6 separate regions of the Mus musculus genome follow, and regions 1, 2, 3, 5 and 6 are each linked to region 4. Evidence: chromatin contacts called from public HiChIP or PLAC-seq and promoter capture Hi-C data. All regions are on one chromosome and are shown on one strand. The core of a region is the stretch at or near the end of the contact, and the rest is flanking DNA. Distances in the headings are between cores, read along the strand shown. Region 1 holds the start of Ktn1 (kinectin 1). Region 2 has its middle 240 kb from the start of Gm34499. Region 3 overlaps Fbxo34 (F-box protein 34). Region 4 holds the start of Cgrrf1 (cell growth regulator with ring finger domain 1). Region 5 holds the start of Dlgap5 (DLG associated protein 5). Region 6 overlaps Atg14 (autophagy related 14).

Region 1 (4,580 bases), core at 1,250-3,749, 820 kb after region 4:
CCTCGAATTCAGAGATCCTCATGCCCCTGCCTCCCTGGGATTAAGGGCTTGTGCCACTAAGGCCAGGAGTGGGATTTAAGAGGGAATTTAGAGCTTTAAGATCAGTGGCTCCAAGAGACAGTGGGTCCAAAAACTTGGCATAATGTTAATTCTGTCCGGGCGTGAGGCTGGTGGATCTCTGAGTTTGAGGCCAGCCTGGTCTACAGAGTGAGTTCCAGGACAGCCAGGGCTACACAGAGAAACCCGGTCTCATAAAACCAAAACCAAAACCAAAAAAAAAAAGATTCCCAAACAAAGGGCACAGCGCAAGCCCCTATGGATCCAACAGTTCCTCTGTTTGAGAGCTGGTTCCTTGTAGATCTGCAGCTGAACTTTCTGAGAACCTTCTTCCTCCTTTATTCAGATGAAGGCAGGCATCCTTCCAGCCTCCCTTCCAGTACTGTGAGCTGCTTTACTTCAATGCTTATCTCTGCCTTCCCTGAGCTGGCTGAGTGAGATACAATCTCTTACTCAGATGCTACTCTGATCTCTACAGAACTCCCCAATTCTGGGAAGCCTACATGGTCAAAACAGGAATGGGCAGGCGCCTCTTCATCTATCAATATATTGCATGCCTTCAAATCTTCCCCAAAATCCGTTAAGAAGAAAACTGGTACAAGCTAAAAGCAGTAAACTGTGCTTTTTGTCCGGGGGGGGGGGGGGGGCGCAGGGGGGAGGGGAGAAATAGTCTTTCGGTAGCTACATTATACCTTATAGTTTTCAATAAGGTTTAATTTCTGATTGTTTTAAGAGATAACTCAGATGGGGAGTGCTAATTCCTTTTAGCAAGTTAGTTGTGGGTTTCAGCGACATGGACATGACATCGGTGAGTAGTGAGCAGCAGTCACAGTTAATTATAACTTAGGTTAATTATGTGTGTTAACTATAGTTAATTATGTTACATTTTACTATACTTCAAAACTTAGAGGATTAGTCTTAAATACCAATAGGGCTTGCCACCTGTAACATATCTAGTACATCTTTTTGTTTTGATGTGAGCAATTAGAAAGCTTATAGGAAGGAAGCATCCAGCTGTTCCCCTTTGAGAAGTCAAAGTTCATCCGAATAGAAGTGGCTGGCGCATTTATACTTCTGTATCGACTATAAGAAGTAAGACGTTTGGAGGATTGCTTCCCTAAAGACCATGCTACTATGTAACTTACGAAGGAACCTATGTATCATTTGTATGCAAATGATGGTGTCCTTTTCCTAATGTCAGAAAAAAAAATCTAACTGGAAACTTTTTTGTGGGTGGAGGGGGCGCAATTACAGAGTTGTTTGTAAGCTATTCAAGAACCTTTACATTCCATTACAGAAATGATACAGTTACACTTTGTATTAAGCTACTAATGGCCTCACTTCCCAACAAAGCCAAATCTTCTGGCACTTACAGGTTCAAGAGACAGCAGCTCAGAAACAGTGTTTTGCTGGCCTTGGAGCTGGTGAGTGCTGAATAATACTCATGAGAAAGGAAAAGAGCAAGCTCCTTGAGAAGTGGTGATTGGACACTGGTGGAATTCTCAATACCTCATCAGGCTGTTGCTACAAACGCTTCAGCTTTCATTTCTGCTTTGAAGAGCTCTGAAAGCTTGGGCGGAAATCATTCGAACGCAGACAGATGCGCAGCATTCTTGTAACTAGCCTATGATGAGGACATTCTCTGTTGTTAATGTTGAGACTTATCTGATGCTCCAATCATTAAGGATTGCTCCTGGGTAATGGTAATGGTGAGTCTGATTCTATTTCTCTACCCCACACTCTAGAAGCGTGCCAATCATTTGGTAACTTTTGAGGAGAGTTTAGAGTATGTTGTAGATATGTTCAGGGCAGTGACTGGCGTTGTCTGAGATAATAATAATAATAATAATAATAATAATAATAATAATAAAACACTAAAAAGCAACACCGGAGAAAAAGCTTCCATCCTCGCAGCAAAGAGCAGAGAGACGCAGAGATTCTGGTCAACCCCTCTTAGCGCTGCAGTTTCTAGTTATTTAACCTTGCTTAAGGAATGGCCAGCAGCCAGCAAGCATTGCAGCCTTACAATATTTGCACACAACTTATTTAGGTCGGCTCTATAAATTCCTCGTTTTGCGGATTTCGGAGGAGAAATCCCAGCCGTGTGTGTGTGTGTGTGTGTGTGTGTGTGTGTGTGTGTGTGTGTGTGTGTGTGTGTGTATGTCTAGCAACTTGGAGTACGGTTAAAAGGAATCAACCCGTGTCGGGGGCCAAGTGGTACTTTTGTGCGAGGGTCACGTGAGACCAAGGCCGACTGGGGGAGGCAGAGTAGGGTTGAATGGATGAAGGGATTCCGCAGGGACTTCCAGGCGGAGGGTGACGTCTCTGCAGCCCAGCGCGGGGCATCTGGAGGCCGCCGGCTGCGCGGACCTGTCCCTTTAAGGGGCCGGTCTCCGGGCCCCTCTGGCCGCGACGCCCGGACGTGCGGAGCCGCCCCGCCCCGAAGCCGCCCGTTTCCTGCGGGGCGGCGCGACGGCACCTGAGCTACTGCGGCGGGGCCTGGGAGCGCGCTGACCAGGAGGTAGAGCTCGCGCCGCTGCATCGTCCCGGCCTGGTACCCGGCTGCGCAGGGTGAGGAGCAGGGCCGGGGACTCCAGGGCGCGCGGGCGCGGGGCGCAGGGCGGGGGGCTGCGCTCGCGGGGTAGGCCTCGCACGGAGGTCGCAGTGTGCAGCGTCCGCCCAGGCCGCGCCGCCGCCGGCCCGCTCCGAGGATCCGCCTGCGGGTTCGGGCTCCAGGGTTCTGGCTCGGCGATCTCCCCGTGGCTGCAAGGTCCGATCCCAGGTCCGCGAGTGGCCGGAGCTCCCCGGCCATCTCCTCTGAGGGCGAGGTCGATCCGCCAGGGCCGCGGGGTGACCGAGGAGCCTATTTTTAGCTGGGCTCGCAGGCCCCAGGGCGGGCTGGCGGATTAAGGCTCTGATGAGGGTGACCAGAGGGAGCGCCTCGCCTCGCCTCGGGCGCCCTGGGCTCGGGCTGGGCCACGCGTGCGCCATGCTGGAGCGGCTCTCCCCTCGCTTGTCCCGGAGCGCCGCCCCTCCCACCACCCGGTCCTGGGAGTTAGGGGAAATCCTGCGAAGTTCTCCCTCTCTCCCAGGGGTGTGTCCGCCTTGGTGTCCAACAATAGAATTTGGGGTGTCCCGGATCTGGCCGCTTTTGGCGTAAGGGAGCAGAGTTCGGCCATCCGAGACCGGGGCTTGGGAAGCAGCGTTCTCTTCTTTGTCCGGCTGCCTCTCGGTTTAGGTCAAAAAGTGCGCTGTTTAGTGTCTTCGGGTCCTTCTGGGAGGAGGCGGAAACCCGGATTCTAACAGCAGGGCCACTGCTAGAAGTGGATTCCTTAGCAGCTATGTGGATTAGCATAGCTTCAGAAGCTGCGGGCCGAATAGAATAGTTCAAAGTTTTGGAGTGTTCTGAGAAATTGACAGCTCCACACCCAGGTAAAGAGGAGCTCCCCAAAGGTGAACTAGACATTGAGTTGTGTAGCAGGTGACTTAGGGGTGATTTAACTTTTTTTTTTTTTTTTTGCCTGAATTAGGTTGCACTTGTTTTCTCCCCTCACCCGCAAGCACTGGCAGCAGTGGCTCTGGTGTGGGTAAAAGCATTTGGTGATGAGACCTGAGATAATCTGTCCATGCTGCCCTGGGGCATTCCGGCTGACCTGTGTTCTGTATGTGCCGCGGTAGCCTTTCATATCTGATGTGTTGCTTGGTAAATAAGCCTCTTTCCCATTCCACCTTTCTTTTAGAGACCTTACACGAAATAGCTAGGCTTAATTATGTAGGTTCTTTCCCCATGCCAACCCTGAGTTAGAAACGTCTCTGAATTTTGTAGCCCTCAGTAGACATACATGTCTTAATTATCAGGTGCATTAGAGAATAAGGTGTTCTACATTACTGAGACACACACTCAAATATATCGGGAAAATTCCTCAAGTGTATTAAACACTTTAATATCACAAAGGATACCCAGTATATAATCCTTTCTTGATTCATTGTCAGCATTATGGAAAGCCGTTGGTTTGTTTTATTTTATTGGTATATTTCTATGACCTCCCTAAGTATTAGCAGCCTCTTTCTCTGATATAGTTTCCCCCTAAACAAATCTAATAAGCAAAATCCACACAAACCCCTCACCCCCCGAGCAGTGTACAGGCTTGCTAGTTTGTAGGTTTTGATCTTTTGTTAGATTTTGATAAAGACCTAACAAGTAAAGGGCTTGTTCTGAGGCTCAGCTTCTAGAGGACGCATGGTAAGATTGACCGTCAGTCAGTCTTTAGCTGGAATTTTACTTGAACTCTTTGGAGGATGTATCGTTTTTCCAGGGAGGGACTCACTGGGGTCAGCCAGAAACTTGAGCATGCCATATATACTTTTGACACCTCTAGCCCTCGAATATGTATTTTTGTTTGTATGCCTACTATGCTTTTTTTTTAATGGCCAAATTTTTAATTAAAAAGATTTTTTCAATACTTTGTAAAAAATAAAAATTAGTAAACTCAGTGGTTCCAGGAGAGTTTGCTTTAGGAATC
Region 2 (4,291 bases), core at 1,386-3,885, 850 kb before region 4:
GATAGAATAGGGTCATGCCATCCATTTTTTTAAAAGGCAATAATTATTCTTTTTAAAAAGTGTTTTGCTGGTGTATCTTAGTCATACATGGCAATGGGTGTCATTGTGACTCTTTCATGAGTGTCTATAATGGACTTGGATCCTTTCCTAGCCATTTTCCTCTCCTGTTTTCTCCTCCTCTCCTCTTTCCAAAGGGTCCTTTCTACTTTCAAGTCCTAATACTTAAATATATATAATATATAATATATAATATATAATACTTGATTGTGAGAAAATGTGATACTACTCTGAGTTGGCATTATTTTATTTTAATGATCTTCAGTCCCAACCATTTTCCTGCATACATAATTTTATTTTTATAGCTAAATGATACTCAATTATATATGCATACAACACTAACTATTCACACATTGATGGGCATCTCTGCTGGTTCCCTGGATTTCGTGAACAGTGCCGTAGTAAGCATTGACTCACAGGTATCTCTGTGGCATACTCAGCTGCATATACCAGGCATGGCTGGCTCAGCTACTTTTAGTCTTGAGAAACCTCCACAGTGGCTATTCTGCTTTCTATTTCCACCGCCAAGAGTGCGGGTTACACTTGAACACTTCTCATGTGCTAAGCAAATTCATGAGCGGTGTGCTTCCATAATGGCTTTGTTTCCTGGTCCCAGCAATGATCTCACTCAGAATGACCTGAAATGTTGAGGGTATTCATATTCCATACATTGTCTCATGGAAGGAGAGGGCATTTGAAGTGTCTTCTAAGAGGGACAACAGACAGCTCTGCAATTGGCTCTCTGGAAAAGGTGCTTGCTGCACAGACATGAGGACCTGAGTTCACATCCTAGCTCCCCATATAAGAGGCTGGCAGAGTGTGTCTCTGACACAGACAGGCAGATCGCTGGGCTCACTGGCCAGCCAATTGAGTAAGTTGGAGAAATCCAGGTTCAATGAGAGACCTGCCTCTGTAAAACAAGGTGGAGGGAGATTCCCAATGTCAGCCTCTGGCCACCACGCGAGGTCACATGTGCAAGCACTCACACACATGTGTGCATATGCATGCACACACAAAATGCACATGTGCACACACACATACATCCACATGTATACACACATGCATGTAAACAAGCATATGACACATGTATATCCACATGCATACACATGTACATGCATATATGCGTATTCATATACACACATGAATACACGTGCATACACACAGACACAAATGAAAAAGCAACAGTTGCCTGACGCTACTTTCCCTCCCCACATTTGCTGTTTTGCATATTTTGTAATTATTCACTAGTTGTCTCTTTATTTCTTCTAACCATCACAGGGAGGGAAAGTAATCTTTCTGCTTAATCCCATGGTGTGGGGTGACACTCTTATAAGGCAGCAAGCCTCTCTACCATGGTGTAACAGCAGGCCTCATACTCCACACCCCATCTCCATAGGAACCAGGACTTTCCCAGACCAGGGTTGCAGTTTGGGTCCTGAATATTACGACTGGGGAGGGAGTAGAAGAAACTTCCATACTGGTGCCCTGAGGTAGAGAAATCAGAGTATGATTCTACTCCATCGGATCTCAGACAGGACAGAGTTTTCAAAGCAGCACCCAGGAATGCTGCCAATAAAGTCAAAGGGCCACCTGCACAATGGCCCAGAGGAGACAAGTCAGAGTTAGAGTCTGGGTGGAACTGAAGGATGGAAGGTCAGGAGTGATAGAGGAAACTTTTGAACCACTGCAAGAATGAGGTGCAGCACGGAGCCTGTCCTTCATGAATTGGCCACTGACTAATCAAAAGCAACTTGTAAGTGTGGCAAAATGATTAAAATACACTGCTGGGTAGATCCAGTGTACAGCCCACCTGATTGCCTGTGTGGAAAGGAACTTCACAAATGCGTTTGCTTTCTCAGTGCGTTCTGCATTCTAGGAAAGTGCTCTACTGCTGAGCTACAGCCTCAGTCCTCCAAAAGACCTATGAATAAGAGACACATCTAGCTCTACATCTTTAGTTGCCCACCAGTACTGAGCTAGAATCGATGGGAAATGAATGTATGTACGCTACTTTCCCTCCCCACATTTGCTATTTTGCATATTTTGTAACAGTTTGGCCAAGCGGCTCAGACAGCGGCAGCAAGTGGATTTGGCTTCTCTCTGTGGCTGGGTGAAGAACGAGTAAGACAATGGCTGCTGGAAGTTCACAACCAACCCAGGGACAAACCTGGGCCTGTTCCTGATCATCAAAAGCCTAAGAGTCCTTGCTTCACACTCCCTCTGACTCTTCATCTTCATGGGGCAGGGGCCTCGTGTTCTGCTTTACAGTGTGGTTGCTCTCGGCTCCCAGCCTGGGTAGGGCAGTGGTATTTGGTTAGTGTGGACTTTGTTCTAAACTCTTCTGGCTTTGTTTGTGTTGTGGAAACTCTGGCTCGTACTCTGCTTTGATTATTTCACATCCATGAGTTATATCCAGAAATCCAGGGTGCAGGCTCATGGAAAAAAATACCTAAATTGATGACTAATTTGACATCAGAAGTTTTTCAACCAGAAAAAAGTAGTGTACTACAGAGTAAGCGGGGCCACTCCACCCCTGGCCTCCTGCCCTCTGCTTGGAGTGAGACTTTCAAGTGTTCCATTGAGAGAGGCTGGGGAGTCACGGAGAGGAGGCCCAGCTATGGGCCCACACAGCAGACAGCCCTGGGCAGGGCACAGTGCTCACTCAAATTTACTGGGCACCACTTACCAAAGCTATTATGAAATACAGTCATAAGCTAGGCTCCGTGACACGTGCCTGTAAGACAGAGACAGGAGGATCACTGCAAGTTTGAGGGCAGCCTGGTCTATCAGTGAATTAAGGACCAGCCTGGGCTTTGTAGTGAGACTGGCTCAAAAGACCAAAGGGGTCTGGGTGGGGGTGGGGTGGAGGAAGAGAGAGGAAGAAGAATAAAAGGAGAAATGTTTGTTATTTGAAAATGATGGTTTAGGAGTGTGTGTGTGTGTGTGTGTGTGTGTGTCTGTGAGTATGTGTGTGTGTGTATGCGTGTAGTGTGTATGTGTGTGTGTGCATGTGTGTGTGTGTGTGAGTGTATATGTGTGTGTGTGTTTATATATGCATGCGCACTTTTGTATATATGAAGGTGGACAGGTGAGGACACCCTTGGGTGCCAGTGCTTACATCCCAACTTGTTTCAGACAGGATCTCCTGTTGGTTTTCTCTCTTCGTGCCAGGCTAGCTGGCCTGCAAGCTTCCATCTCTGCTTCTCATCCCGTCTCCCCATAGGACTGCGGAGTGTGCCACGGCGCCTACGTTTTGTGAGTGCTGAAAACTTGAACCAGGTCGTCACAGCACATGGCAAGCACCGCATCCACTGCGTGCTCTCTGAAGACCTTTTTCTTTTTTTTTTTTTTTAATTGTCCACATTTTTATTTTTACACCATAAGGAATAATTTCCATCTCACTCTCCCTATTGCTTTGCCAGGACACAGAGAAATGTCTGTGCTCAAAATGAAAGGCTCTTGTCTTCTTGGCTGAATATCAAGATTTTCCCAGATTGTCAACTCCTTAAGAGAGGAAAAGCATAAAAGCCAGCTGCAGAAGGGCAGAAGTGAGCTAACACGATCCAGGTGTTTCTAGTTTTCTCCCCAAAGACAGGAGCGTGTGCGCATGCCCTGTCGATCCTATCTGTGGGGCGCTGCCTGATAGCATCAGCCTGGCGATCATAGTTTCGATAGCAGCTGGCGAGTGGATCCCCAGTGTGTGGCAGCTGTAGCTCTCGGGTCGACACTGGTTGTGCAGGAGCATTCTGAAAGTTCATGACCTTGCATTTATCCTCCTTCCAGCTTGATCCATGCATATAAAAAGGATTTTAAAGTAGTAAACTTGTAAAGACATCTTGGGGTGGCCGTGCAGAGGAAAGGGTCTTCAGTCGCAATTCCACCACTGCCAGCCACGGGTCTACGGCAGTCTTCAACTGTCTGATCCACACAAATAAACCATGCTTCCCTTAATGCGCTAAAATAAAATGAATACATTCTGTTGACACAGATTTATTCACAAAAATCACCTAGGCAGAGGGCTGATACAATGCATTTGATGTTTGAAGGCTTGTTAAATCTGAAGTAACTTTCTAAGTGTATGTAATCTACAGTATTTTACAGTGTATGTGTGTGTATGTGTGCACGTGTGCTAGGTTGTGTGTGTGCATGTGTGTGTGTGGGGGGGTCAGAAGGCAGCTTATGAGAGTTGGTTCTCTCCTCCCACCATGTGGTTCCTGGCGATGGAACTCAGGCT
Region 3 (4,778 bases), core at 2,090-4,589, 670 kb after region 4:
GATGGTGGCTCGCGCACGCATGTGTGTGTGTGTGTGTGTGTGTGTGTGTGTGTGTGTGTGTGTGTGAGTGAAGGGTGCTGCACAGCTTTTTGCCCCTTTTGATTTGATCCAGGCTGTGGACAGTGTCGTCCACGCACAACACAGGCAAGTCTTCACTCATTCAAGTCTTTCAGAAAATATCTTCCCAGGCACCAGAGGTCCATTCAGTCAAGTAACCATCAGAACAGATGTACAGTCTCTTTGTATGACCAGTTCTGGGTGTGTCAAAGAAGCACTTTTGGAGTGCAGCATTTTACGTCCCCTTCTCCATAATGTCTGAAGATGGCTCACCCCGCCCTTATTGTTAGCTGGATATAGTCTCTAGTTTGAAAAGTTTGCCTCCGACACTCTACCTTCCTTTCTTCCCTCCCTCTTCGTAAAGAAATGTTGTCTTATAGTTTTCTCTTGCTTTTTGGTTGCTTGAAGCCCAAAGCCATTTGAATGTATTTTGTTGCTGTTGTTTGGACAGGATCTTTCTGGATCTTAGGCTATCTGGAACTCTCTAATGGAACTGACTTCATAGTTGGGGCTCTCCGCTTGAGTCTGCCAAGTGCCAAGATCACAGAGCTGAGCTGCCCTGCCTAGCTGAGTCCTGCCTGTGTGATTGGTTCTTCAGCCTCAGTGTGTGAAATGTTTCTGTCGGATAGTACTGAGGGCACTGGCGCTGAGGGAGCCTGTCATCAGGGAACTGTGGCCTAATCATTTTGTTGGTGGCTTTCCTTCTTTTTTTCAGTTTCTCTTAGTTTTATTTTGAACACAGGTCACTGGATTTTCTGAACATATCATACAGTGTTTTTATTTTTACTATTGAGGATGTAGTTTCTTTCTCTCCTTTCCCTCCACTCTTGTTACATTTGCGGTCATGAGATTCTTGTGCTCGACTCTTCTGGTAGATCTCCCTCCCATCTTGCCTTCTTTTCCTTCCATGGTGGCTGTTGTGCTGCAGAGGCTGGTGATGATCTAAGACCCTCCTGCCTCTGCCTCCCAAGTGCTCACATTAGAGTCCTGCCCCACTTCCCTTGTCTCCTTATTTTATCTTTATTCTGGAGACATCTAAACTCTTTTTTTTTTTTTTTTTTTGAGACAGGGTTTCTCTGTGTAGCCCTGCTGTCCTGGAACTCACTCTGTAGACCAGGCTGGCCTCGAACTCAGAAATCTACCTGCCTCTGCCTTCTGAGTGCTGGGATTAAAGGCGTGTGCCACCACAACCGGTTTAGAGATGTCTAAATTCTTGATTTCTTGTTTCATGGTGGAATTGGATAGGAAAGCTCTAAATATGCAAATAGGACTTAACAGCTAATGTTAAGTTCCACTGTTGGGTAACCTGCCAGATTTCGTTTGGAGGTGTCTTACTTTTTTTTTTTTTTTTTCTGTGATTGAATTCCCTAGTGACTTCCCATTTCCCTCAAAGTGACTGTTAGCCTTTTAAGAAGAGCATTGGTAGATGGAGCTACGGTCAATGATATGTTAAAGGCAGCTCATATGAAAGAAACATTTAATGGAAAGATGGCTTAGCAGTTAAGAGACCTGAGGACCCAAGCCCAATCCCCAGCACCCACACGGTGCTCCCAACAGTCTGCAGCTCCAGTCACACGGCGCCTCTTCTCCTCCTCTGCTTTCCTTGGCGATGCATGTGCTTGTGAGTTTGTTAACTTTGGCCTGAGTAATAAGTAACATTCGATAGCTTGGGACACTTCAGTAAGACGCTTGCACCACTGAGTCAGCACACGCTGCAGAGACACACGTTTGTTGGGTGTTTACCACTTTACTGTATATCCTGGGCCAGGGTCTCTGTACTTGATCACTGTGCAGGTGTTAGAGGAACTTCTCTTCCTCTCTGAAGGCTCCAAAATTGAGTTCTGGTGACAAACCACAATAGATTAGCAAGAGAAAAGGCATGCACATTTTTGTATATTCTTCCTAGGGACACTGGAAGCTGAGGATACATGCAGTTTTTGAGTATTTTGAGTAAATGGTTTTAAGGGAAGATTAATAGCCACCAAGAACAGACAATAACAGTCAGGGGCAAAGTTCATCTGAGCTCTGGACATAGTGTTATCCCAGCCATCTTTTCCTGAAAGTCACTCTTTCCTGTTCTCCAGGTTATAGGGAGGAGAACTTAGGACTGCCATTCCTTATGGAAGAACTTTAGTCAGATTAGGAACTCCAGAGATGGAAGCAAGTTAGAGACCCTGGTTTTGAGATTGCTTTTATAGTTTTAAGTTTTATTTAGCATGTCAGCATGCCCAGCTCTGCAGCGTTACCTCTCATCACCTCTGAAGTCCAGAGAACCATCTGTTGTAACGCTCTCAGAGGACCCACAGCGTATTGCAAGGGGGGGAAGGGGGAAGGGCAGATAAGTATACTGTGACAAAAGAGAGAGAAATCGGATAATGTCTCAGGAAGATGTTGGCCATTCCATTTTAGCCTTCTCCTGCTACCTGTTTGTTTGAATTGTTAGGTGTGTGTATGTGTGTGAACACACATATGTTCATATTATCTTTCATCACCTTCTAGTTATTGATGCAGGATCTCTCTTTGAACCTAGAGCTCACCAATTCTGGCTAGCCTAGCCATCCAGCTTGCCCAGGAGTCTGTGTGTCTCTGCCTCCCAAGTGCTGAGATTACAGGCAGCTGGCCAGCCTGCCTGGCATTCCCTAACTGAGGGCTGGGCATCTGGTCCTCACACTTGTCAGGCTAGCGCTTAATCACTGAAGCAGCTCTTGTCCTTGACTTCCTGTTTCTGTGGCTTTGGGATGATGTTCTCTGATGTTTACCTTACAGCTAACTCAGTGTTCTTCAGCATCCGAGTCCTTTACCTCATGTTTTTGTTTCCAGAAATTCTTGATAAAATAGGTAAATGACTTCAGCTATTAAAGGGATTTCGAAATAAGCCTGGCCAACCTCCAATTGGTTTGCAAGTCAGGAAAAGACTTTGCTTATTGTGGAGGGGAATTTTTCACTTTCTTGAAGTGTATCTGTAGTGGTTGTGAAAGACCCCTGTTTCTGGGGAGACTCTTGCTCAAGTCCCGGGATGAGCCGATGCCCCAATAACTGGAGAGAAACCATTCTTGATGCAATATCTATCGTATGAGGTTTATCAGCATGCTGAGGCCAAGCTCATAACCCACCCAGGGGCAGAGAAGATCGGCCCCCAGCAGTTGCAGTCGAGGGCTTTTTGGAAAACTGAATGACCTGTGGTTGCTTGTTTGCTTATGAGTATGTGGGAAGAGGAAGCAGTGTCAGAGCACACTGTTTGCTCTTCAGAAGAGCTGGAACCGTGATATCTCACTGTTGCTAATTCCTTAGCGATTCCAGTTGTCCGTCAGTGGCTGGCTCGAGTGACCCAGTCACTCACATCCACTCTGGTAGGCAGTTAACTGCTTTACTCTAGTGAGAGTTTGGGTCTTAGGCATCATGGGAATGGCCTGCTAAGACGGCCAGTGCCCTTCACTTCAGAGCAGGCAGGCCATGTCATATTCCACTACTGCACATTCTCCTGCCTTGTTTTTACTGACAGATCCATGCATGACCAGTGAAGAAATGCCATGGGAAACAAGGTGATGATTTAAAATGGAAACAGAACTTCAGAGACAGAGGCAGAACGATCATTACAGATTAAAACAAGCTTGGCACTCAGTCTCAAAACATATGAAAAGGAAAGGAGGTGAGAAGGAATGAGGGTGTAAACTTCTGGGTCAATTAAATTCTTAGATTCCTCTATTAAGGAGTACATCTTACCTCTTTTTTGGTTTTGTTTTGGTTGTTTGTTTCTGTGCTGAATATTGAACCCAGGGTCTTGCGTGTTAGGTTACCACTGAGCTAAATACCTATGTTTCACACACATGGTTTAATTTTTCAGAAGATGTTTGTGGTTTGAGACAATAACTATTGTAACTAACGTGAGTAGATACCTCAGAGTCCCTTGCAACACCGTACATGTGGATTCCACATGGACCCAGGTGAAAGTGGGCATTCAACATTGTGAGGAATGGTGGTGGTTTTAGTTTCTGTTCTGTTGCTGTAAGGAGACACCATGACAAAGGCAACTTTTAAGAAAGGACATTTAACTGGGGGCCTGCTTACAGTTTCAGAGGGCGAATCCATCATGGTGGGAACATGGCAGCCAGCAAACAGGCATGGCACTAGAGCCACCACTCTGAACAGAGGCAGAGAGAGAAAGCCCTCCAGTAACACACTTCCTCCAGCAAGGCCGCGCCTCCTAAACCTTCCCAAACAGTTTAACCAACCAGGAAAACGAGCATTCAAATACTTGAGTCTATGGGACCCATTGTCCCTTCAGTAACTACAGTAAAGATCTACTTATAAGAGTATCCAGTTGCTAGGTTTTTACAGTCTCTGTTCCTCTTTTCAGTCTTCTGACACTATTGTCTTTTGCAGGCGAGAGGTTTTTGTTATTGTTGTTGTTGTTGTTCTTACCCCTAGCTGATGTGATGAAATCTAGGTCAGACTAGACATGGCTAATTGCTGTTTTCAGACCTTGTAATTCCCAGTGCTTTCCTCAGAAATGCTTCTCTTTTTGGAAGGAAGGGGTGGGCAAGAGGATTGGTCCAAGTTTCTTTACAAGCGTATGTTCAAGACCATCATCTGTGGTGTCTGGAAGGACCTCCTCCAGAACTTTCTCCATGTGAAAAATCACCTTGAATTGTGTTCATCAGATTTCCTTCAGTGAAAAAGTGGGATATTCTTGGTTATGAAACTGGCCTGCATTTGCCTTG
Region 4 (4,222 bases), core at 229-2,728:
TCTGATTTGTATCTTCCAAAGCATTACTTTATTTATTTTTTTTCTTTTCTTGCTTCCTCTCTTCTTTACACTTTGGGAAATGTTTACTTTTCTTTCATTACATTATATTTACTATGGCCCATGCTTGCAGAGGTCTGAAGACAACTGTATTCTCCTTTTACCACGTGGTTCCAGAAGGTTCCAGTTAGGTTGTCAGGCCTGGTAGCAAGTGCCTTTAGCCATCTTGTTGGCTTACATCTTACATCTCTTTACTGTAGGTTCAGTGGGGGTTGAGTGGGGACAAAGTCATTCCTATGTATTTAATGTTACTTTACCTGCAACTTATGTTTTTGTTTCACGATAAACATCCCTTTTCGTTTTACTGTAATAAAATTGCCTTCAGATTGGCTACCTGCAATGGTGTGATTGCATCTAACACAGTATTTCTAGACTCTAGTCTCTAAAAAAAATTAAATATACATAAAGTCCTACCTCCATGATTTAGCCTAAGTAAGTAAATTAGCTTTATGGATACTCACTGCAGTGCTTGATGTGGTAGTAAAAAACATTCCAACAACCAAGCATAGCTTAAATAAACATACTTTTACAATTCAATATCTACTAATGAGAAAATTTACATAGAAACAAGCTTAAATAGCAGTACTCCAGAAAACACAAGGCTATTTGGTCAAGGTCACTGGACGAAGCTAACTCTTCTTTTTGAAGCACACATTTCCTGGTGACTTGAGAGCATGGCATGAAACCTTTCCTTAAGCGTCCTAATGTCCACTCTCCCCTTCTTCCTCAGTAACAGGATCGGATTTGTGATGGGAGGTGTTTCTCCTGTTTATGCTGTAACTAGGGATCACATTAGGGCTTAAGTAAAAGAAATATAAAAGTGGTTTTAGGAGAAACTTCCGGGAGGCTTCTTTGAGGCACTGATGACAAGAGTGAGGAAAGGAAGCAGACATTAAGCTACTTCCTGTACTAAGATCTCCTAATAAACAAACAAAAATTAGTTACTAAAACCTTCAAAGATCTGGCTAATTCTAATTGGAGAAGAAAAAAGAGGGCCGAGGGAGTACGTATGCCGATTTTCCTTTGAATAAACTTACTTTGCAAAGGTTGATAAGGTTACAAAAAATCGCTCGCGGTAGTGACCTCTTTTCGGGTTTTCCGCGACAATCCGCAAATCGAGACCATTCCTTTCGTAGACCATTCCGTCGCGCCGATGCCGGCCCTTGTCCCATTCCCAAATTTGTCTAGGGTTTGCAGGGTTTCCAGGATACCTCGTGTATCTGAGGATCTGCATTAACTTAAATTTTGGCCCCAGATGTCAGTTAGGAATTTGAGAACAGAGCCCGGCTGGCGGAATTCTCTCAGGCCACCAATCCTGGGCGCAGGGCAGGGCGGAGCTGGTCCCTCCCTGTTACGTAGCCAGTAGTCGGGACCAGACGAGGGAGGGGCGTGGCATACCTGCTATCAACCTTGTGATTGGCATTCCGTCTCCAGTGGCCGCGGCTGTCAGCTGCCCAGAAGCCTGGGCGAGTGAGGACCTACAAAGTTTGTCCGCTCCGGGGCGCCATACCGGCTCGGGTCCGGGCCAGCCGGGCTGGGCTGGGCTGAGCCCAGGAGACCCCGATGGCCGCAGTGTTCCTGGTAACGCTCTATGAATACTCGCCGCTCTTCTACATAGCGGTGGTCTTCACCTGCTTCATCGTCACCACCGGCCTGGTATTAGGATGGTGAGTGTCCAGGGCTGGGAGTGGAGGGCGCGGGGACCGCCGGCCCGGTGTGGGGTCCGCGCAGAGGGTTCGGGTGACTCCGGGAGAGCGGTCACCGCCACCGAACACACTCGGCCCAGGCCAGGCTGCTGCCCCCGTGGGATGGGACCGCAGGGGAGAACTTGGTCCTGGTGCGGGGGTCAGAGTGCGTGTCCCGAAGGCTTTGTCCCGGGCCCCGGCCTACTTTGTGCCTAGCGGGGACCGGTCACCGGCCCCGCAGGCGCGCAGACCTGACCCAAAGGAGCTTGGCTGTTTATGACCCGAACTGACCCTTGCTTGGTCCCAGATCTTTCAGAGGAACTTTTACCCGAATTCTGTATCTACCGATTGCTAATTGAATGGCTTCTTGATGCAGTCTATTTTTTTGGAAGTGATCTTTAGTTAATAAGACGTTTTTAGAAAGGAGCGAGATTTTAGGAATAAGTTATTCTGTGGGGTGGAGGCATTTTGCTTCTAGGAGAGTTACATAACCCAGGAACAATTCTTTCAGTGTTGAGTCTCCGGTATCCCTCTTGAGGAGATGCAGTTTTATCATGTTTAGGCTTATAAAACACAGCTGGTTGAAACCACGGGACTAGCCTACAGCGGTTGCTCTCTAGACTGCAGCTTTCATAGCCCCTTGAAAAGATGGTGAACCCAAATGTATTGAACAGTGGCTCTAAATGAGCAAGAACCATGGCTGGAAGTGGACCGTACAGAAAAGGACATGAGCTGTTACAGTTGGGGAACGAGTTCTCTGAAAACTATGTGAGAACGGGAATGCATTTGCAAGAAGAACAAAGCAAACAGGTTTGAGACTGAAGCGGGCTTTGTAAATCAAGCTCAAAAATACCACTTGATTACATATTCATCGTTACTTTAAAGACTTTAACAGGTCCCGGTCCGTTTCTGATAATAGGATCTCCTTTTGGAAAAAAAGAACATGTTAATATTTCCACTTGACCCCGAGTTACAGCGTAAAACTCCCATGTTGTGGACAAGATAAGATGAAGTCCAGTCTTAAGTTGTTTTCTCTTTAAGACAGGTGGTTTCCCTGTAGCATAGTATGATTGCAGTCCTGTTTCAGCATCCCAAGTGCTGGGAATATAGGGGTGTGCCACCATACGTGGATCACTCCGTGTTATTTACTATTAACCTTTCAGGTTTTAATTGCTGTCATTTACGTCAAGGAAGTTTGTAATTAGAATTAGTGTTTACCACTTTAAAAAAAAAGTAGTCTTAATACACAGTTTTTAAAGAACTACAACACTGGTATTACTCTCTTCAACCTAACTTTCCTCTCTAAGGAAATTATCTAGTTGATAATTGCACTATATGCCTTGTTAAATAGGCCACTGGGGGAAGTGGATAAAATTCATATTGCACGTAATGTGGCATCTAAGGGTAAAAGGAAGACGGGTGTGTGTGTGTGGGGGGGGGGGAAGACAGAGAGAGACAGAGACAAGGAGAGACAGGGAGACAGACTTTGGAGTCAGACAAACACAGGTTCACGCCACGTTTAAGGCTTGATTTGAATCTATAATGATTGTTTACTACCTGTGTCAGTAGGAGGTTTACAAGTGTTGCAAGTTTCTATTGTGTTATTTCTTGAAGTCTGGGCTGAGCACTGATGAGGCTGCAAGACCTCGTCAGTAAGCACCAGTCACCTCTGTCCTTATTTGAACCTAACAAGTCATGGTGAACCTAACCAACCATTCTTCCCACCCGGCTTAGCTTCACCTACGTAGATAAGCTTTTTATATTGTTATTTGCAAACTAAACCAAGGCCGGATTCACCTGCTAGAAATGATGATAACTTGGTCACCATGTTAATCTTACAGACATCTTTCTAATATCCCAACCAAGGCAACAGGAGTGAGCTAGTCAACTTGCTACACTTTTCGTCCTTGTCATTGTGTATCGGTCATATCTGCAATGTAATCTCTATTGGTTATCTGTTCTCACGTCACGCGCTGGGTCCTTGTTTCTTGCTTCTCTCCACTGTGCTGCATCTACCTGTGTTGGTGAGCATTGCTGAAAGAGCAGGAACAGCTGGCTATTAGACCCCAGTAACAATAGCCAAGAAAAGGAAAAAGAAATCACACAACAGGACATAACTGTCTTCTAGCCTCCATAGTGGCTTCTGTGAGTCCCAGCAGCACCCGTCTGTCGAATACTCTCAAATACCTTACTCAAATAATCCAGAATATCAACTTGGCAGCGATTCCCTGTCACCCTGGCATCACAGTTCAGTGAGGGATTGTCCGTCAGCCTTACTGCACCCCCCTGTATACTCTGTTAGTGAGTCTGGGACAGAAAACCGTATTTCTCCTTTGTTAGATGTCTACCATAATGCTTCACTAAGAAAGGATACAGACTGAAGTTTACACAGGCCTCGGGGCACACTGCTTCTGTTTACTTGCTTTTCTTGTATGTCTTCCTGTAGCAATAGTGCTTCACCCTGGCAGCAACTCTGGTCC
Region 5 (4,250 bases), core at 1,406-3,905, 590 kb after region 4:
AATCCTAAGAACACAGTCATCCTGTATTACTGCCATTCAGTTCTAATACTTGCTAACTAAAGAGAACCAACCCAGGCTCCCGGTTAGAGGGAAGCCGCTCCTCAGCTCCACCCTCTAACTCCTTGGGCCAGCTAGACACTATTCTCACGGTTGTGATCTTTTCCTGAGACTATTCTATTCTGTTTACTCAGTTCTTTCTTTCCTTGTGGCCCCAAACCACTTCGGGCAAAGTTTAAGAATGATCTCTTTTCTCTCGGCGACTGGTGAAATCTTTGTATTTCAAAGGTTCTCAGCGAGTTATTTAGAACAATTTCCTTTAATCAGTTCAGCCCTTTAAATTCCCTCCCAGGTTTCTCTTTTCCTATTTATCTGCATGTGGTGTGCCAAGGGGATGTATGCACACCTTACCCATGCAGGAGCCGGCAAAGTCGGATCCTCAGAAACCTGAGTTACAGACGAACCACCATGCTAGGAACTGACCCCAGGTCCTCTGCAAGAACAGTGAACACTCTCAACTGCTGAGCCATCTCTCCAGACCCCTTGCGTCTCAAAAGTACTTACAGTTACAAAAGACCCTTCCTTACTTGTTTTGGAGCTGGCCTTCTCTGGAGAGAGGTCTTGCGATGTCTCGTGTATATTACCAAGCTCTCGCCCTTCCAGTGGAATGTTGACGTCCTTCAAACCGAAGTGTCTGTTTCGCTCATACACCCTGTGTCTGTTCTCCTTCTGAGACAGAGACTTTCTATGAGCCAAGTTGGTTCTAACCATCTCAGTGCTCGAGTCTTTCCGAAACCGACTGGCAAAACGTGACACCAGCATCCTGCCAAAGAGGAGAAACAGACACCAACATAAATGGATTTTCATTTTATTATTTAAAAAAAGTAAAATAAAATCTCAGGTCAGGCTGTGGCAGGCAGAAGGCTCAAGCGAGCAAATCATGTGAGCTTTGCATAGCCTGGGCTAAAGAGTAAAACATTCTCTCAAAGAGATAAATTAGTAAACTAATAAAAATGATCAAGACTTCAATCTATCTCCTACACCACTCTGCACTTCCTTGAAATGAAAATATTAAAACTCACAATGGAAAAAATATGAGTAGATATGAAAGTAGAAAAGTCATCACAGATGAGATACCACGGCCTATTTGGGGGTTATGAGTAGGAAGTAAGTAAGGTCTGAAACCCACCTAGACCCTTCATCGCAGCATCACCCTACTGTGATGAACACACTCCTGTGACTTTAACACCTGGCTAAAGCTGGCCTGATAAATACTGTGCAACCACAGTCGGAAAACCAAAACAAGAGGGCCTGCTCATGGTCAGTCGGTCTCAGCTCCAAAGGAGGCTGGTGGGAGCTATGTGAAACCTTGTTTTAATCCTCTCCCCACCAAAAGAAAAAAAGGAAAAGAGAGAAAGTGTCAAACACAACTACTAGAGAAAGAGTTTAAGCAAAACTTGTTAACACGGTTGTCTTAGACAGGGTGTCAATTGCTGCAACAAAACACCATGACCTAAAAGCAAGTTGGGGAGGAAAGGGCTTATTCAGCTCACACTTCCACTTTGCTATTCATCATCAAAGGAAGTCAGGACTGGAACTCAAGCAAGGCTGGAACCTGGAGGCAGGAGCTGGTGCTGAGGCCACAGAGTGACCCTTCTTACTGGCTTGCTTCACTTTCTTACAGAACCAAGGATTGCAGCCCAGGGATGGCTGCCACCCACAAGATGCTGGGCCCTTCCCCATTAATCATTAACTGAGAAAATGCCTTACAGCTGGACCTCATGTCGTCATTTCCTCAACTGAGGTCCTTCTTCTCTAATGGCTTGTGTCATGGTGATGGTCAAGTGGACCTCTCAGGTCAGCTCCCCTGCCTGTGCACTCATCTTAAGATTCTCCGTCTAATACTTACAGCAGGTTAGAGAGAAATGACAGCGTCTTCAGGAAAAGCAGAATCCACTGACACTTGTGGGCTATTTTGGGAGGTTACTAGCATACAGGTCGGGTAGAGTCTCATCTCTAATACGCTGTCAATGCTTTAGGATAATCTACATTTTTCATGCCAATTTTTTCCAAAGGTTTTTTTTCTTGTTGTTTATGTGTATGTCTATTTCTGTGTTGGGGTGGATGCATACTGGTGTCCAGTAGAGGGTGTCGGACCTCTTGACGCTGGAGCTACAAGGAGTTTGTGACCTGCCCTACGTGGGATGCTGGGAAGCTAACTCTGCAAACAAGTGCTCCTTCCTAACTGTTGAGCCATCTCACCTAGGCCATTTTTAAATTTTTTCGGGACAGTCTCGTCCCAGGCCATTCTCGAGCTGGTATGCAGCCACGGAGGACCTTGAACTCTTGATCCCACTTACCTGAAGCAGTTTCTGGATCCACAACAATGTCGCAACACAGAAAACTCCACCGATCCGCAGAAGGAACTCCCGGACCGACCCTTCACGGAACTGAAATTTCCCGCTGCCAGCCGCTGATTGGAGGGACTTTTGCCAACACTTCCGGAAGCTCCCGCCCCTTCCCCTCGAACGAGGCTTGCGATAGGTTGGTTCTGTGCGACATTTAAATTGTTTGGAAGGCAAAGGGTTGGGAGCGGGAGGGCGAGGGGGAGGAGGGAGGCGGTAAACCCGCTAGGCGTGGCAGCGACACACTATAAACTCAGTGGGGCGGGCCGCACTTGTTGGCTCTTCAGGCCGGTTTTCTTCTTTCCTTTTAAACGTGTTTGTTTGTTTGTTTGTTTGTTTTGGTTTTTAAGACAAGGTCTCACTATGTCTGGGAACTCACTATGTAGACAAGGCTGGCCTCGAACTCACCGAGATGCTCCTGCCTGTCACTGAGTGCTGCTGGGATTACGGGCTGAGCATCCACGCTAAAAAAAGGCAAAGGTTTTAAGTTAAACGAGATCATTTATTCCATTTCTCCTTCTTTTCTAAGGCAAAATTAACGTCTGCCTTAGAAATCAACTGAGATTTCTAACAGACACATAAACGAAGGCACACATCCCATGAGATATCAAGAAAACAAAAACGCCTGGGCCAGGACAGCTGTGCTGACCATGTGTTTGTAGACTGATCGGTATCCAGTAGACACCGGGAAGATAAATTAGGAAAGAGTTTGTAAGTTTGGCTTTTGCTTTTTCCCTGCCAACATCTTGGGAAAGAGGACCAGCTGCCTGCAGCTCTATAGCAGCACTGAGACCTCTGGGACATACAAAGAGAAAGATGAAGATAGGTAACTGACATAATATTCATGGTTATGTTAGATCTGATGGGGGAAAGAAACACCAATTTCGCGAGTGGCTGATTAAAGCAAGCTATATCTGATTAAAGCAAACTGGCCAGCCAGCTGCGGTCTCCCAAAGTGGAGATTTCAGAGAGCAGCCCCTCACTGGCTTTTGAGGTTCTTTTTATGGGAATGGGTCAGGGTTGCTAAAAAAAAAAAAAAAAAAAAAAAAAAAAGAGCCGTTGGAGATAACTGACTCTTAGTGCCTTTAGCATCTGGGCCAGCGGGAGAGTGAGCCACTCGGGGTTCAAGGCTACCTATGGGGTAGATAAATGCAAGAACACAGCATGTGGAAGGGGAGTCATCACAGGTGTTCAGGAACTTAACAAGGCAAAGGGGTGGGCGTACATCATGGGGTCACAAGTTCAGCATAGGTTGAAAAACATGGTTTGCAGGAAACAAACCTGTTCTTGTAAGGTGTTAAAAGACACCTTAAGACGTAGTAACAGTGTGTGACAATGTGGTTCCTGTTTGGGTTTCACTGTTGTTTTAAAATAGCTGAGACTGGGGGCTGGAGAGTTGCTTGGCAGTTGAGAGCACTTTCTTGCCCTGGCAGAAAACCCAGGCACCCACGTGGTGGCTCACAACTCTCTGTAACTCCAGTTCTAAAAGATCCATCACATTCTGACCTCTGTGGGCAAAACACTCATAGGCAGAAAACAAAATAAATCTTAACCCACCACCACCACCCAGGGACCCAAAACTGAGTCTCTATTGGCCTCGGCTACTTGAGGGGAGTGAATCGGGAGGAGTGGGTGGCACCGATCCCGGGCGGCGGCCGTGCTTCACAGGTTTGTAGGTGATGGAGAACTCGCCCAGGTAGTGGCCTATCATCTCTGGTTTGAGCTCCACCTAGTTGAAGGTCTTGCCATTGTACACGCCCACCATGCTGCCCACCATTTTGGGCAGGATGATCATGTCCCCTCAGGTTTGTCTTCACCACCTCGGGCTTCTCCATAGGTGGCGCCTCC
Region 6 (4,454 bases), core at 457-2,956, 710 kb after region 4:
GTCTCGAAAAACAACAACAACAACAACAAAAAAAGAAGTCTCCCCTTGCATTTGTACACTGCGTGGTAACTTGCTTCTGGTTGCTGTGTAGGAAGATGAAGCCGACATTCTCTCTGAAGAGCTTTCCATCCCAGGTAAAGCAACGGATGGGCATGAGTAACCTTCAGTGTCCTTCCTACAGGCCACAGGGGTGACCCGTCACTGGCCCTCTCCACCTCTAGCCAGCTCCTCCATATCACCTGGAAGCTACTGCTGCCTGTCGGAGAGATTAGTTACAAAAAGGATTCTTGAGAGCTTGCCGACTCCTCGAGGCCTGGGAAATGCCTCTGACATTTCCTCTTGCACTGCAAAAGCGAGAGCAGGCCCCGTCTCAGAGGCTCATTCCTTTCCAGATCAAGAACAGAGAATGAAACCCACAAGTCATAAGCAACTATTGTTTGCCAAAGTTGAGCCATCATCATTAAAGCAAATAACCAGTCATTTTAAAAACAACTTTCTTTTTCTTCTTTTGGTTTTTTAGAGACAGGGTTTCTCTGTATAGTCCTGGCTGTCCTGGAACTCACTTTGTAGACCAGGCTGGCCACGAACTAAGAAATCCCCCTGCCTCTGCCTCCCGAGTGCTGGGATTAAAGGCATGAGCCACCACCGCCCGGCTAAAAAAAATTTCTTACCTAGCAAAACATTCTTTAAAATGTATCCTTTAATTTCTATGAAGTACTCCAGGTTAGCTTGCACTTTTGCTGCTACCATCAATGTAGCAGCAGAACTAAATAGGAACTGGGGGACAGACACACACAGCCAAGTACTGTTAAAGGATTTATTGCAGTAATACAACAAAGGTTTAGAAAACATCTGTGTGATCAACCTGACCTGGAAGTTTCAGTCGCAGCAAGGGGGTTCTGACGTTGCAGCTTTCCCAATGCACACCTGAACCCCACCCAATGCTGACCCCCATACCATGGTAAGTTACATTTCTTGGTTCTACGTAAGACCATGTAAAGCAGCCCATGTGGTGCCTCTGAGTGTCTATTAGTATTACCTTGTTCCAAGAAATCATTTTTAAATGGAAAACATGATCAACTTCTATGGCTTTCGGTTTAAAAAAAAAAAACAAAACACCAGCTTCATTTTTTTTTTTCTAGAAAGCTGTTTGTGTACGGTTCTGACACCTACACAAAAAGTTTTAATGAGCAGCAAAGAGTGTAGGAACCAAACAGTGGTTGAAATGTGTATTTAAGACTATTTACAACAGGTGGATCCAGTGCAAAATAACAAAACCCCAAGGACTTGAGCAGCCTAGGCAGTCCGTGCTGGTCACTTACTGTGAGGGACGATGACAAAAGTGCCTCTGATTGATATGAAATAAAACAAGGCCACCCAGCCCTGTGCTTTCTGCAACTGTGGTTAAATTGCTGTAGGCGGTAGTTGGTGGCCTCTGCACTTTCTGTAGCTTCCTCCCAGCGCACTCAGTCTGTAAGTCCTAGAAGTAGGTGGTAAAACACGAGCCCAGCAGTCGCAGAGCTGAGCACAGAACAGACTCCAGCCGCCTGCTCCACAGCTGGGTATCTAGAGCTTGGGAACGTGGGGAACCTGGGCAGGATGAAGTCCTTCCTACACTTCTAATAACTGCCAAAGCGCCACAGCACCTCAATCTGCAGGCAAAGTACCAACCACAGTGTGAGTCAACAGAAGCCAGGGCGTGGCAGACTGCTGAAGGACCTGGCTGAGGTACCATCACACCAGTCACAACAGGAGGATATGGTGACAAGGCCAGGGGAGGGGGGTGCTTTCTCACAGGACTGCAGGAGTCTGTTACACAGAACTTCCTTTTTGAAGTTACTAAAAATAAAAAAAGAACTCCTTATGACTTGAACATAATGCCTCTCTTTTTATAGCTTTCTATAAGATTGTCATTAGAATGACCTCTGAGGAAATCCCTTGATAGCTGAGCATTTCCTGGGACAGCTGCTCCGCGCTACACTCTGCATAAGGTGCTGTCTTCAGTCTCAGAGACCCCAGGGACAAGAAGACCTCAGGAACAAGAAGGAAGAGTTCCCTGGAAACACCTGCTACTAGTTAACCCCACCACCACCACCAAGGAAGAAACCGGACAGCAAGCGAGTGACCACGTAAGTGTTCAGCCAACGCTCGGGTAGCATTTAGCCCATCCAGGGAATGATGGAGGAAGTGAGTGTAGTACAGACAATCCCAATGACTTATCTCCCTTCAGAATACAAGAGAACTGTTTAGACATCTAACCATCCCAGCAGACTCCCCATTCGCAGATATGGGTCTACAGAAATAAAGAATTTGGTTTCTTTGGTGTGTAGTAGGAAATCAGGAATGTGACGCACAATGACTGACAATAAGCAATAAGCAATAAGCTTTCATTTCCTCCTTCCCCAGACAACCACCTCTCCCGGATGAGGCCAAACTGCTGCTGGCCTGCTGGCTGGTCTCTCAAGAGGATGACAGAAAAACAAACTCAGCCTTTGTCTTTCATTCCTCATTACCAAGAAACACTTCTTTGTGATCTGATCAAAGCCTAGGACTTAGTGTCAGGGAGACTCTGCACCCAGGAACCAGCATACTGAGGACCTGGGCCCAGGAGCCCCGAGCTCAGGCCCTGACACTAATCTTGTCCTGGCGATAGCTTCCAAGCTCTATCGCAACTACACAGACAAGGTTATGAGAGTGCAGTGGGAAAGACTCTGAGACACAAAATCAGCATTTTTGGTCCCAACTCGTTAGCGGTGTCCAGTGTAAGCTTTGAACCAAGAGGTCACCGAGGCCGCAGCGGAGGAGATCATCCCACCAGCGCTGCTGCTGGCAATGGGTGGGGACACCTGGGTGCTCTGGCTCTGGGACACTTCCACCGGCTGGGAAGGGATGTCACAGAATCGGGGGCTTGGCAGGTTCTCCCAGTCTGTGCCCAGGTCAGTCTCCTCATCGCTTACACGCTCATCTCCACTCGCGTCTGATTCTCCAGCAACTCCAGGGTCCACAAATTCCATGGACTCCTCGAGGTCTGCTCGAACTTCAAAGGGTCCTGACCTGTGTGCAGACAGAGGGGCTTCGTAAGACACCACCGTTCTCCCACCCCCACAGTTCTTTGAGTTTGACATTTATTGGATATGAAAGAGGAAAGAGACTCACCTTGCTGCATTTCCTTCTGCGTGAATGTGTGTGCGAAGGTGCGAGTGTGTGCATGTGAGTGTGTGCATGAATAGCAGTCAATGAGCAGAAGGGAGCAGGCATGCATGTGGAGGCCGCAGGACAGCTTTCAGGAATTTCTCACCTACTTTTTTTTTTAGAACTTGTGCACACCAGGCAAGATGGGTGATTCTCCTGTCTGGCCTTCCATCTCACTACAGATGTGGCCACCTCATTCACCTGGCTTTTTCCATGGATTCGGGAAACTGAATTTGAGATCCTGTGCTTGCACAAAGAGCCCCTTAGCCCACTGAGCTCTGCCCCTAGCCCCATGTCTTTATTCATGATTGAGAAATCTGACTCCCTTGTCTATCTTTTTACTAGGTTTCTTTTCCATTACTGATTGAAAGACTGACTCTAGATTTTTATTTTCTCTACTGTAGATGTTGCAAACCTGTTTATCATTGTCTCTTTAAGGTGTGAGGCCTTTCTTACTAAAGAGAGTGAGTCCCTGCACAGTAATGTGTGGCTCCTCTGTTTTACTTAGTTTTGAGTTTAGGGCTTGGTTAAAATTTCTTTCCCTACCCTATGAGTATAAAATAGTCTTTCCTATTAGGTTTTTTATGTAGTATTTTAAACAGGATCTTTTATATGTGGAACTTGTTTTTATATATAGGATACAGCACGAGGACAACTTTTCCCTCCCTTGAAAGCCAACTAGGGAAACCCTGTTGAGCATCATCATGTGACTCAGCTGAAACACATCTGCGGGCACATCATCTGCTTCAAGACCCAGCTCTCTTTTCTATGGTATGCATACTGTTTATATGTTTATATGAAGGGTCTATAAATATAAAGATATATAGGGTGTGGTCCTTGAGATGAGCTTACTAAGTGGCCCCAGGCTGACCTTAGTCACAATCCTTTTGCCTGGGTTTCTTAAATTCTGAGATTAAACAAACACTGGTGTGCTTGTTTGTTTGTCTATTTGTGTTATTGGGGTGGGAATGCAATAGCAAGCATGTGGAAGTCCTAGAACAATTTGTGGGAGTCATTTCTCTCCTTTTACATGTGTGGCAGGGAGAACTAAGGTCAACAAGGTTGGTGGCAAGTCCCTTTATCTAATAAACCTTCTTGCTGACCCCACCCCCAAAATATCTTTTTTTAAAATTAACTTCATATCCACAGTTTGGAAAGGGGCCAGCCCTTCTTACTCTCCCTCTGCCCTTGGAATCGGTTTGTCTGCCCATCTGCTGAAGTTCTTGCTGGCCTTGTCTTAGCTGAGAGAACGATAACAGACT

What was found. Promoter capture Hi-C pulls out the DNA fragments that hold promoters and counts their contacts. HiChIP or PLAC-seq counts read pairs in DNA pulled down with a chosen protein or histone mark.
Region 1: a promoter capture Hi-C map of pre-B cells shows a contact between it and region 4, with 4 times the contacts expected there. The contact joins the promoter of Ktn1 here to the promoter of Cgrrf1 in region 4. A contact is called at or near these places in 5 of 39 promoter capture datasets (the C10 cell line, hippocampal neurons, liver and 1 more), 1 of 484 Hi-C or Micro-C datasets (CD4 T cells), 1 of 115 datasets of contacts at active chromatin or transcription factors (memory CD8 T cells) and 2 of 9 other capture datasets (liver and macrophages).
Region 2: a promoter capture Hi-C map of liver shows a contact between it and region 4, with 2.2 times the contacts expected there. The contact joins the enhancer-like site here to the promoter of Cgrrf1 in region 4. A contact is called at or near these places in 7 of 39 promoter capture datasets (the 3T3-L1 cell line, 3T3-L1-derived adipocytes, hippocampal neurons and 2 more) and 1 of 115 datasets of contacts at active chromatin or transcription factors (astrocytes).
Region 3: a promoter capture Hi-C map of liver shows a contact between it and region 4, with 2.2 times the contacts expected there. The contact joins the enhancer-like site here to the promoter of Cgrrf1 in region 4. A contact is called at or near these places in 2 of 39 promoter capture datasets (the C10 cell line and liver), 2 of 115 datasets of contacts at active chromatin or transcription factors (bone marrow-derived macrophages and memory CD8 T cells) and 3 of 9 other capture datasets (adipose tissue, liver and pancreatic islet).
Region 5: a promoter capture Hi-C map of pre-B cells shows a contact between it and region 4, with 4 times the contacts expected there. The contact joins the promoter of Dlgap5 here to the promoter of Cgrrf1 in region 4. A contact is called at or near these places in 8 of 39 promoter capture datasets (the 3T3-L1 cell line, the C10 cell line, the HPC-7 cell line and 4 more), 2 of 484 Hi-C or Micro-C datasets (B cells and CD4 T cells), 3 of 115 datasets of contacts at active chromatin or transcription factors (bone marrow-derived macrophages, effector CD8 T cells and large pre-B cells) and 3 of 9 other capture datasets (adipose tissue, liver and macrophages).
Region 6: an H3K27ac HiChIP or PLAC-seq map of microglia shows a contact between it and region 4, with 5 times the contacts expected there. The contact joins the enhancer-like site here to the promoter of Cgrrf1 in region 4. A contact is called at or near these places in 2 of 39 promoter capture datasets (the 3T3-L1 cell line and liver) and 1 of 115 datasets of contacts at active chromatin or transcription factors (microglia).

Annotation. Positions count from the first base shown.
Region 1 is chr14:47,646,812-47,651,391 of GRCm38.p6, forward strand. Ktn1 (kinectin 1) reads left to right here and starts at 2,500. Exons shown (of 39, transcript NM_001347527.1): 1 at 2,500-2,628.
Region 2 is chr14:45,981,021-45,985,311 of GRCm38.p6, forward strand. No RefSeq gene overlaps it. Among named protein-coding and RNA genes, the nearest start is that of Gm34499, 240 kb to the right of the region's middle. Within about 2 kb of position 2,636, at least 21 of the 459 cell types and tissues checked have an H3K27ac peak or open chromatin away from gene starts, as enhancers often do. A contact at or near this core is called in liver, where this site is marked.
Region 3 is chr14:47,501,427-47,506,204 of GRCm38.p6, forward strand. All of the region lies in intron 1 of Fbxo34 (F-box protein 34), which reads left to right. Gm35166 (a long non-coding RNA gene) reads right to left here. Exons shown (of 2, transcript XR_383410.3): 2 at 1,518-1,898. Among named protein-coding and RNA genes, the nearest start is that of Gm35166, 4.4 kb to the right of the region's middle. Within about 2 kb of position 3,340, at least 12 of the 459 cell types and tissues checked have an H3K27ac peak or open chromatin away from gene starts, as enhancers often do. A contact at or near this core is called in adipose tissue and liver, where this site is marked.
Region 4 is chr14:46,830,656-46,834,877 of GRCm38.p6, forward strand. Cgrrf1 (cell growth regulator with ring finger domain 1) reads left to right here and starts at 1,479. Exons shown (of 6, transcript NM_026832.4): 1 at 1,479-1,724. The coding sequence starts at 1,621.
Region 5 is chr14:47,415,752-47,420,001 of GRCm38.p6, forward strand. It overlaps Dlgap5 (DLG associated protein 5), which reads right to left and starts at 2,656. Exons shown (of 19, transcript NM_144553.2): 1 at 2,358-2,656; 2 at 585-820. The coding sequence starts at 819. It also overlaps the pseudogene Gm8353.
Region 6 is chr14:47,540,090-47,544,543 of GRCm38.p6, forward strand. Atg14 (autophagy related 14) reads right to left here. Exons shown (of 10, transcript NM_172599.4): 10 at 804-3,054. The coding sequence ends at 2,748. Among named protein-coding and RNA genes, the nearest start is that of Atg14, 26 kb to the right of the region's middle. Within about 2 kb of position 1,707, at least 44 of the 459 cell types and tissues checked have an H3K27ac peak or open chromatin away from gene starts, as enhancers often do. A contact at or near this core is called in microglia, where this site is marked.